2 separate regions of the Mus musculus genome follow, and region 2 is linked to region 1. A link is a contact called in public HiChIP or PLAC-seq data. All regions are on one chromosome and are shown on one strand. The core of a region is the stretch at or near the end of the contact, and the rest is flanking DNA. Distances in the headings are between cores, read along the strand shown. Region 1 has its middle 43 kb from the start of Gtdc1. Region 2 has its middle 40 kb from the start of 1700019E08Rik.

Region 1 (5,298 bases), core at 1,931-4,430:
TTAATTCGGAAAATGCCTCACAGGGTTGCCTATAGCCCAATTTTATAAAAGCATTTATTCCATAGTGATTTTTCTCTTCTCAAATATGTCTAGGCTTGTGTCGAGTTGATAAAGCTCAATCCACACAGGGTCTGAGGGATCCAGTTTAGGTCACCCGGCTTGGTGGTACAGCAGCAAGAACCCCTGCCCACTGAGCGTTTCCCTGGCCCACCTTTAATTTTAATTCTAATGAGTATAATTCTAATGAATCTATTTGATACTTCTTGCTTCTCAAATATTTTTATTCATAATATTCAACCACATCTTCCCCCCCTTTTTAATTATTATTATTTTGTTTCAATTCCAGAAGTCTCAAGTTCCTGTGCACTATGATAGTTCATGCAAACAAGAATTTCCATGAAAACCAGCTTGAAAAAATATACACAGAGGACAACGTATAACTATTCCTATTATAAAAATTAAAAGATGTGATTAACGAGTAGATAGAATAGATATAGTCAGATAAATAGATAATACTAGATATATTATATAATAATAGATATGCAACTTTGGTATTAATTAAAATGAAATATACCCCTGTTAATTCAGACCAATTGCTTAGTTACTTCCTACTCCTCCAACAAAGTGGCATGCCTTGACTCATCTGAATCTCAGGAGACAGGGTACATTTCCAGACAAACTTCTTAAAAGACCATTTGTAAATACATATTTACTGATAGCTAGTAAATAGCGGTTATAGTGCTAAACTGAAGGGGAGGGGTAATTCGTGGATCAATTATTTTAAAAGGAGACAAGAACAAGGAACTCTGTGCTGTTCTGTGAGACCTTTGCTTAGAAGCAGCCTTAAGGGTAGAGAAGCCTGGCTAGGGGTTCACGGCTCTAGTCTGCTGTGGGCATGGATGAGGAAGAGATGACCTCCCTAACCTCTCACCTCTCACCATCTTGCAAACAGGGGAGTTGGCCCCGAAGCCACGCCCTTCACTTACTGCAGTACTAAGGAGAACAGGCCCTGCACCTTGCCTGGGCAGCACTATAGAGGTAGCCCTGGTAGCGAATGTGTGAGTGAGCCAGGCCCTAAGGTCATGAGAACATGAGAACTGAAGTTACAACACTGGGTGAGCAAGCCCGGGCAGTGCTGGAGAAGAGCTGATGGGCAGACCAACTCAACCTCTCAGGCCCAGATCCAGGGCTTTGAATTGGTCCACCCCAAAGTCTACCCCATCTATGATCTGTGGGAGTTAGTGAAAGGGCCAGTCCTGCATATCCAAAGCTGCAGGCTCTCCATGACACAGGGCAACAGTAGGATATCCTCGAGGAGTCCCAGTGGGGATCCAGTATTGATGGTGTAGCAGAATGCAGAGGCCTCAACACAGACCAGTAACTTGTTGCAATGAACATTTGCAAATAAAGATGTGTGGGCAAAGGGGTATACCTCGGGACACACTGTGACACGCTACAGCTTCCCCAGCAAGATTTTTCTTTTTCAATTCTGTCTTATTTTATTCTCTTTTCGGGGAGCGGGGGAGCAGGTACGTACAAAGGGAGGGCGAGAAGAGCGGGATTGGGATGCATGATGAAAAATTCACAAAGAATCAATAAATGTTAAGAGGGCAAACGGGCCATTTGACTGTGATGCAGAAGAATGAAGAGAAATGTATCACGAGACAGATGCTCACAGGCCTACTAATGTGACAGAATATGGTTTGATGGCTGGAGCCAATGGTTTTCCCTAGGCTTTTAGTAATCAACTCTTCCAAATGTCTGTACTTAGACCAAACAATGAATATGATATACTAAATATATCCTCTTTCCTTAGTATTAATAAGCTGTCTCTCAGAATTGCTAATTAAGAGCGCCTGTTAAATAGTACTATTTTGTGGGTATGAACACGTTGCCGATGAGTACCGTCCTTGGAAAGAAGGAAGAAAGCACTGTATGTGATGTAGGTCAATGTGCCTGAAATGTAACCACAACCTCAAGCAAGTGTCTGATCCATAGACTCTCTCTTACCTGCGGCTTTGACCTCTAAGCTGGAACAACACCTTCCAGTGGCTTCCAGATGTGTAAACTGGACCACTAGTAGACAGTTAAGACTGAGCCTTATTTCCCAGAAGCCATATGGAAGTGGATGGCTCATAAAGAGATCCTAACTGCAAACAGCATGAGGGAATTTCGAGGATATAAGCATTTCAATGAAGCTTTTGTTCCAGCATCTCTTCCTGAAAATGGTATTTCAAAGTTAGCCTTCCTAACAGAAAATAGAATCACTTGACAAAAGGAACCACAGCTCTGTATCTAAACTGGCAGCATATTTGCGTGGTGTGGAGTGATACGTGTGTTACCGCCCTTTCCTGCTTAAACTGAGTTTCATTATCATACCCTGATTTCCGCTTCTAATTCTAGCAGAACTATTTCCAATAAACAGGTCAACCCTCTTGCAGTTTTGAGGATAAAAATTCTTCCAAAGGCCTCTTCCCAACTTTACTAAACAATGTTTTCCCTTATTATTAATTGCAGCCCCCCCCCAAACACATTGAACAGGTCTACTGTCATAAAGGGGAAGGAAAAACAAACCTACCAACAATTCCAATAGTATCTTGTATTTGTGCCATCTCTGGTTTAAAAATAAATAAATAACTGGTTGGATTAGGAATATATGTTTTGTACTATTTAGTTCTATGAGCCTACAGAATCGATCATTAGAATACAATGAAACTATAGTTTACTTCATTAAAAACACCTATATTTGGGGCTGGAGAGATGGCTCAGAGGTTAAGAGCACTGATTGCTCATCCAGAGGTCCTGAGTTCAATTCCCAGCAATCACATGGTGGCTCAGGACTATCTGTAATGGGATCTGATGCACTCTTCTGGTGTGTCTGAAGACAGTTACAGTGTACTCACATTTATTTGATATAAATAAATGAATGAATAAAATCTTTAAAGATTTTTTTTTTTAAAAACACCTATATTTAATTTCAGGAACAGATGATTTCATGTTCCTTGGTTGGTTCTAGCTTCACTTTTTTAGAATTACTAGTTGGCAGCTCAAGGCCTGGTAGCTCTGGCAATGATTCAGACTGCTGAGTCATGGGATGTGGACACTAAGAATGTGTAGATAATGGATACCAGTGGAAGTGGTATTAGTCAGGAAACTGTCTCCTGATGTTTCTCACAAGGTCCAGCATCATGACAAAGCACCATGCCCTCTTCCCTTCCTAACTCCTTCAGCAGCGTGTTCATCTTCTGCTGTGTCCTCCGTTTCTTTGATGTGGTCCAATATGAATCAATGACATTCCCAGCATTCCTTTGCAGCTGAGCATTTCAGCTAGAGTGAAGGATGGTTTCTGTTGAAGAAACTTTCAAGAAGTCTAGGTTTTGTCTTTGAGAAACCTATTAGTATTATGGGGATGCTATAAAATCTGCTGCTCAATTAAGATTGGGTTCTCAATTTTAAAAAGTAACTCTGATCAGGATGCTATACCTTAGGAGTACTACTACACTATACGATTTCATTAGGTAAACAGAATAAACAGTTTTTTAATTAAAAAGCCTAACTTTAAAAAAATTTCAGGTATTTCTGTTCTTCAGATGAAGATATAAATAGTATACTGTGCATTATCTTGGAACTGGTTAAGATGGACGGTGTGATTACATTTGTCAGGGAGTTGGTGTTTTGAGGAAAAGTGAATCAATATTGTTTTCACTGAATAAATGAATGACTGTAACACTCACAAAAAAATAAAGTGACTATGATATGACTTCATTTGGTTAAACTTATCAGAAGTTTAAATTAAAGGATATAAGAATCAAAGACACAGAGAAGCTCTGACTCATCTCAGCTCATGTCCAGAGTTCGGGAATAAAGTTTACTTTGTTTAAGCCATGTGGACAGGGGAAGGGGTAATGTATTTTGAGGTAGAAATTGGGCTACTGTGTGGAGAATAGACTCCATAGAAGCAGTCACCAATTGTATGAGGATACTTAGGTTGGCTCATTCCAAGAAAGAAGTCTTTAAAACCACCATATTACACTTGTAAAATGCCAACCACAACCTAAGAGACTTTCTGCAAAACATGAGGCCAGAAATGCAAGTAAAAATCAATATGTCTTAATATTTTTCCAGTCAGGACATGTGTGTTGCATGTTTCCTGTGTAGAAAGCATGGTTATGAACATATCCCAACATCCACTCTCATCTATGGCTTTTCTTTGTACTGGAAGGAAATAGAACAAATATGAAGGGTTGTTCTCCTCATTTATAAACTTAGAAAAGTACTGTCAAACATCAGTGTCCAAAGAACTCTTTCTACCAATGGACACCTTACCAATACCCTTTAATGGATGGAACGCTATCTAAAGTTTTGCTGTGGTCATTAGAAACTGCTGATCTAGCTTCAACATGGTTGTGCCATCTAGAATCTTTCTCCCCACTTTGATCAGACAGACTTTAGGGATTCTCTTAAGAGTAAAAACATCTCAACCTGAAAAAAAGGTACCCCCAAAAGCACAGAAAAGGATCCTGGGTTTTGTGGTTAGAGGTAAAGTGATCGGACCCCAGAAGTCCCTTTTCGTTTATGTGCAAATTAGAGCAACTTTTTTCCTGATTGATTCTTATCCCTGTTGGTTTGTTTTGCTTTGTTTTTAAATTTTTATTGATTCTTTGTGAATTTCACATCATGCACCCCAATCCCACCCCCTTCACCCTTACTATCTCCCCCCAAACAAACAAACAAACAAACAAAAATCTTGCTGTGGAAGGTGTAGCGGATGTATGTGGATGAAGCTTTTGTTCCAGTATCTTCAGTTTACCCTTCTCTCTCCCCTTCTTGCAAATGTTCATTTCAATGAATTATTGGTCTGGTTCAACGCCTCTGGCTTCTGCTACATTATCAGTGCTGGATCCTCACTAGGACTCTGCTCTAATATCCTGTTGTTGCCCTGTGTCATGGAAATCCTCAGCTTTGGAGCTGTAGGACAGGCCTCTTCATGTGCTCTGGCAATTCACAGAGTAGATGTTGGGGTGGGACAACACCAGTTCTTGGATTTGGTCCTCGATGGTAGCTGAGCTGGTCAGCCTGCCAGTTCTCCCACACCCATACCACCAGGATGAAATCTCCAGCACTGCCTAAGCTAGTTCACCCAGCGCAGTGAGCATGGGGCAGAGCCAGCTCTCCTGTTCTCATACGCTCAAGGAAGCAGCCTCCTGTCCAACTATTTATACAAAGTCTCTTCACTACTAGGTTGATGGTATGAGGTTTAAATAACATAAACAATAGATGAACAATAAATCAACGTGA
Region 2 (4,997 bases), core at 1,416-3,915, 690 kb before region 1:
GTATCTGTTCCCCAACAGGGCTGCCCTGTCTGGCCTCAGTGGGAAAAGATGTGAATACTCTGGAAGAGACTGGAAGTGCCAGAGGGACCACAACTTCTCAGAAGAAAAGAGGATGGGGATGAAGACAGGGTCTGTGAGGGCGGGACCAGGAGGGGACAGCTTTTGTGATGTAAATAAATAAATGAATAAAAAGAAAATGAAAAGAAAGACAATTACAGCTGGAAAGATGCTGGTAGAAATTTGTCAGAAAACAGTCAAGCATTGGTTCATTTACCATGCTCTTTTCCAAAGTGTTACCTGTTGAATCAATGAATCAAGAAACCGAGAAGTGAAAACAGGAACATGATCAGGTATTGGGGATGGGGTGGGGGGATAGGAGTGAAGCCCTGAGAGCCAGCAGAAAGAATAGAAACAGGCAACCTAGGGAGGTAGGACCTAGGGAGTTAGGAGGTGGGGCACCCTCTAGAATGTACCAGAGACCTGGGAGAGATGCTCAGGACACAAAGGGAGGAACCTTAAACGAAATGCCCTACAGTGGGGAGAGGGAACTTGTAAAGTCCCCCTCCGATAGAAAGACAGGCCTTCAAGTGAAGGGATGGAGCTGCCATCAAAAACTCTGACCCAGAATTTTTCCTACCTAAAATAACTGCAGGGACAAAATGAAGAAGAGCAAAGGGTAAAGGAGCTTCAGTGACAGGCCCAAATGTGGATCCAGCTCAAGGGAGGGCTCCAAGGCCTGAAAGTATTCCTGATGCTACAGACAGGATCCTAGCATGGCTGCCCTCTCAGAGGCCTAGCAAGCAGCTGAAAGAGTCAAATGCAGGTACTTACACCCAACCACTTGACAGAATCCAGGGACCCCATGGTTGAATTATGGAAAAGCTGGAAGAAGATGAGGAGGAGGGTGACCCCACGGGAAGACCATAGGTCTTAACAAACCTGGATCCCCTAGATCTCTCAGACACTAAGCCACCAACCAGGCAGAGAACCCTAGCTGATGTGAGGCCTGGACACATAAACAGCAGAGGACTGCCTGGTCTGGCATCAGTGAGAGAAGATGCACCTAACCCTCTATAGACTTGTCCCAGGGAGTGGGGAGGTCTGGTGGGTCCAGAGTTGGGGGGTGAGGGGGTTAGGGAATATCCTCTTGGTAATGGGGAGGAGGAATGGGATAAGGAACAGTCAGAGGGCAGACAAGGAGGGGGACTGCAAAAAAGATAAAAGAATAATAATAGTAATAATAAAAATTCACATTGTAAAAAAAGAAAAGAAATATCTGTTCCATATAATGGACTTCATCCCAATGCTCCTATGCTCTCTAAACATGGCATGGAATAACTATTCAGGAAATTTAGAGGCTGTAACATGAGTCTCAATACGAGCTCGAGGACAAAGAGTACCTGTGGTCTGAACCTACCTACAGTGGTAGCATACAGCCAGTTGTTCCAGAAATTCTTGTAATTGTGGAAAGATAGAGTATGTCTTTACACCCAAGTAGAACGACAAATGTTTCTTTCCAACTAGCAAAATCTGTTAACACTGATCTTTCCCTAAATTGTACACTTATTTCATTAATGTTATCAGCAAATATATGCCTTTTCTATTTTAAAAACATATACTTTATCGTTTAAAATATCCAAATGAATTGTAGTTCTGTGCATGTAGGTAGTTAACTTATTTTTAATAAATACAAATATAGCCTTCTTGTCATTATTAACTATGGTTTGCGGTGACCTCTTTCCAGTCCCACTTTAGAGTCTTCCCCAGAGTGTATCCTCATGTGCTTTCTCCTGACAGCCTCTGTTGACTTATTCCCTGAAATGAGCCAAATTTAGGACTATGTAAGGATATATCTGTACAAGTTCTATTTAGGAATTTATTAATGTTTAAGTTAACTAATATTCAGTTATCCAAGTTTTGAGACCCTAGCCATTCACAAACCTTGAATATAAAGCAAAGGAGTTTCTAGGAACAATGATACATGTTACCAAAAAATGGAATAAATCTGTTATGAAACAGCATAAATGACCAAAAACAATATAAGTAATCAGATAAAAAAAAAACTAACCACATTGTATATTCCCATGTAAAACTGAAGAAATTCTATTAAGGATAAGAAATATTCTCAGAATTTCAACAGAAAGCTTGCAGCTGGATGTATGTTGTGCATAGATCATCTTTACTTATTTATTATACAATCTCATCTTATTTCTTTTTGAATATTTCCCTAGATATTTTTCCCTTATGTCTGAAAGCTTTCATCTTCTGTGTTTTTCACTGGCATTATTCTTATGCCACATGTCTGCACACATCCACACGTGCACACACTCACAAACACATGCACACATGCACACACACATGTGCACACATAGCACATCAAAGTAGATGCTATGACTGGATGAGGCCGGGTATGTCTTCAAAGTCAGTTTGACTTTATTTATATAGGCTGCTCAGGATTACCAGACAAGCCTAGATTTCTAGAAAATGCCAAAGAAGAGACAAGAAAACAGACTGGACTGCATTTCTTCTTAGACCCCTAACCCACAAGCTCTTGCTGAGACCATGGCAGAAGTAAGTAGCAGGTCTGACTACTAGGGAGTTACAGCCAATGACAGAACTACTGTTATGTCAGGCAATTCTAGATGACTGTATTTGGCTGAATGATGAAGTAGCAACTGCTGGAAATAATAATAGGCCTTAAAATAGCAAAAATTCCTGAATGACTATATCAGGGAGTGACCAATTTCTATCATGTGTTGATGTCAATTTAGTACAAGGATATTCCCCAGAGAAAAAAGAAATGAGATTCCAGGCTTGCCGTTCTGTTTTTTTTTTTTTTTTTTTTTCTTTTATTTTTCCTTCAAGTGATTTAAACTACATAAAATCCCCTTCCAGGATCAGCTATGGAGCATACTGGGAATGTCAAAAGGCCAAATGACAGGAAATGCCTTGTGTATGTATAATAAGGAATCAGGTTACTTTCCACACTTAATGTTTGTATGTGTGTCTGTCTATCTATCTGTGTGTGTCACTGTGTCTCTATAAGCCTGTATACACACACACACACACACACACACACACACACACACATATTATGAGTGCATGAAATGGAAAACAATGATTCATTTAGTACCTTGAAAATAAATGGAAAATTCCTTTACCTGAAATTTAAACTCTTGAGGGTAGAAGGATTAAAGAATGGAGAGTTCAAGGCCATTTTGTTACTTAGAGGCAGCCAAAGACACTTGACTCCTTGTCACATATTAAAAAGCAAATTGAAACATTATCTAAGATCATGAATCCTGAACTTCTACCAGCCACCATTTCTCAGTTCCTTTGTCTGTTTCCTTGAAAAGAAGTGTGCAGGTATAATAGAGATGGATATGGAAGTGTAATAGATATGAATCAGCTAACATATGTTCTTCACTCCTGTGACTCAATAGACAAAAATCCATAAAGCCAGGCTCGATCAGCAGGAAAAAAAAAGACAGTTATCTTTCAAAAATAGGCAGACAACAATCCTGTTACCACCTGATGGACATAAGCTAAAACAGGCTCAAAGGTTTGGATTTCCATGTGTTCTTGAAAATATTGAATCATTTGCAAATGTGTAAAATTAGAAAAGTCTTATTTTAAAGGCCTGGTTGATTTTTTTCTATGAAAAGAAAAATTCACACCACTGTATGCCTACTTGGGAACATTTGTCTGACACTGTACAGTGGACAGAGCAAGCCATCTTGTCTTTACCTCCTCGGTTGCCTTATACCAAGTGTCCCTTAGTGTTCCCACTGCATCCTCAGTGGAGTTGAGAAGCTGGAGCTGAGAGCATCAATTGCAAAAGTTAAGAAATACATAAAAGGGAAAATTAGAGTTTCTTACCCAATGAAAAAATATTTGATGGTTTCAATAGCTGGAATAAGATATCATTGCCAAAAAAAAAAAAAAATCCTCAAAGGAAAAGGGTTTATTTCATCTTAAACTTCCCAAGGTAATAGTCCATCACAGAGTGAAAACAGGGCAGGAACTGAGCAGGGTAGGACACCAAGGGCAGCAGCTTAAGCAGAAGTGTGAAGTAGCACTGGTTACTGGATTTTCCATATGGCTTACTCAGGCTGCTTGCCTTCTTCCTCTTCCTATTAAAATCATTTTTTGAGATTATAATTATGTCACTTCTTCCTTTCCCTACCCACAAACCCTGCTGTACCTTCTTTCTTACTCTCTTTTAAATTATTAACTATTATTTCAAATAAATATGTATTCCTACATATATAAGTGCAACTTTCTCAGTCTATATAATATTATGTGTGTACACACACACACACACACACACACACACACACACTATATATATATATATTTTTTTTTTCCAGAGGTGACCATTTGGAATTAGATAACCATTTGGTGTTAGTTGCATGCTGATTTTTTAGTGTCGGTTGTCACCTAGTGAGCTTCTCCCATGCCAGCTGTCAGCTGTCCACATTAGCAAGTCTACTGCTGTCTTCCTGTTGAACAGGGAACCATGTTGGAGAGACATTATGAGTACTGATTCCGACATTCCCAGGTTCCCCATTCCTCGGGCATTTACAGTCTTTCTGCTCTGTCTTTGGCAGTGACCTGTGAGCCTTAGTTACCTCACCATGCTTTCTATCTACAGTTCAGGACTACCTTTCCCAGGTGTAGTACAGAACCCACACTGTGGCTGCCCTCTCTCCATCAATCATTAATCAAGAAAATGTGCTACAGGATTACCTACAAGCTATCTGATGGAGGCATTTTTCTAGTTGAGATGTCTATTCCCAGGCAGATCTCTAATTTGTGTTCAGTTGACAACAAGCTAGCCAGGATAATTGTCTTGCACCAATTGTCCCAAGACATATTTAACCTGATGGTAAGAGGGGAAGTGGTGATTTGATTTCAAAAGCAACGGAAGCAAAGGTAGGAGACAACCAACTCCAAAAGTTGTCCTCTAACTCCCACATAATTGCTGTAGTCATGGA

The links. HiChIP or PLAC-seq counts read pairs in DNA pulled down with a chosen protein or histone mark.
Region 2: a CTCF HiChIP or PLAC-seq map of the NIH/3T3 cell line shows a contact between it and region 1, with 6 read pairs. The contact joins two enhancer-like sites.

The regions. Positions count from the first base shown.
Region 1 is chr2:44,967,298-44,972,595 of GRCm38.p6, reverse strand. No RefSeq gene overlaps it. Among named protein-coding and RNA genes, the nearest start is that of Gtdc1, 43 kb to the right of the region's middle. Within about 2 kb of position 3,180, at least 47 of the 459 cell types and tissues checked have an H3K27ac peak or open chromatin away from gene starts, as enhancers often do. A contact at or near this core is called in the NIH/3T3 cell line, where this site is marked.
Region 2 is chr2:45,653,974-45,658,970 of GRCm38.p6, reverse strand. No RefSeq gene overlaps it. Among named protein-coding and RNA genes, the nearest start is that of 1700019E08Rik, 40 kb to the left of the region's middle. Within about 2 kb of position 2,665, at least 22 of the 459 cell types and tissues checked have an H3K27ac peak or open chromatin away from gene starts, as enhancers often do. A contact at or near this core is called in the NIH/3T3 cell line, where this site is marked.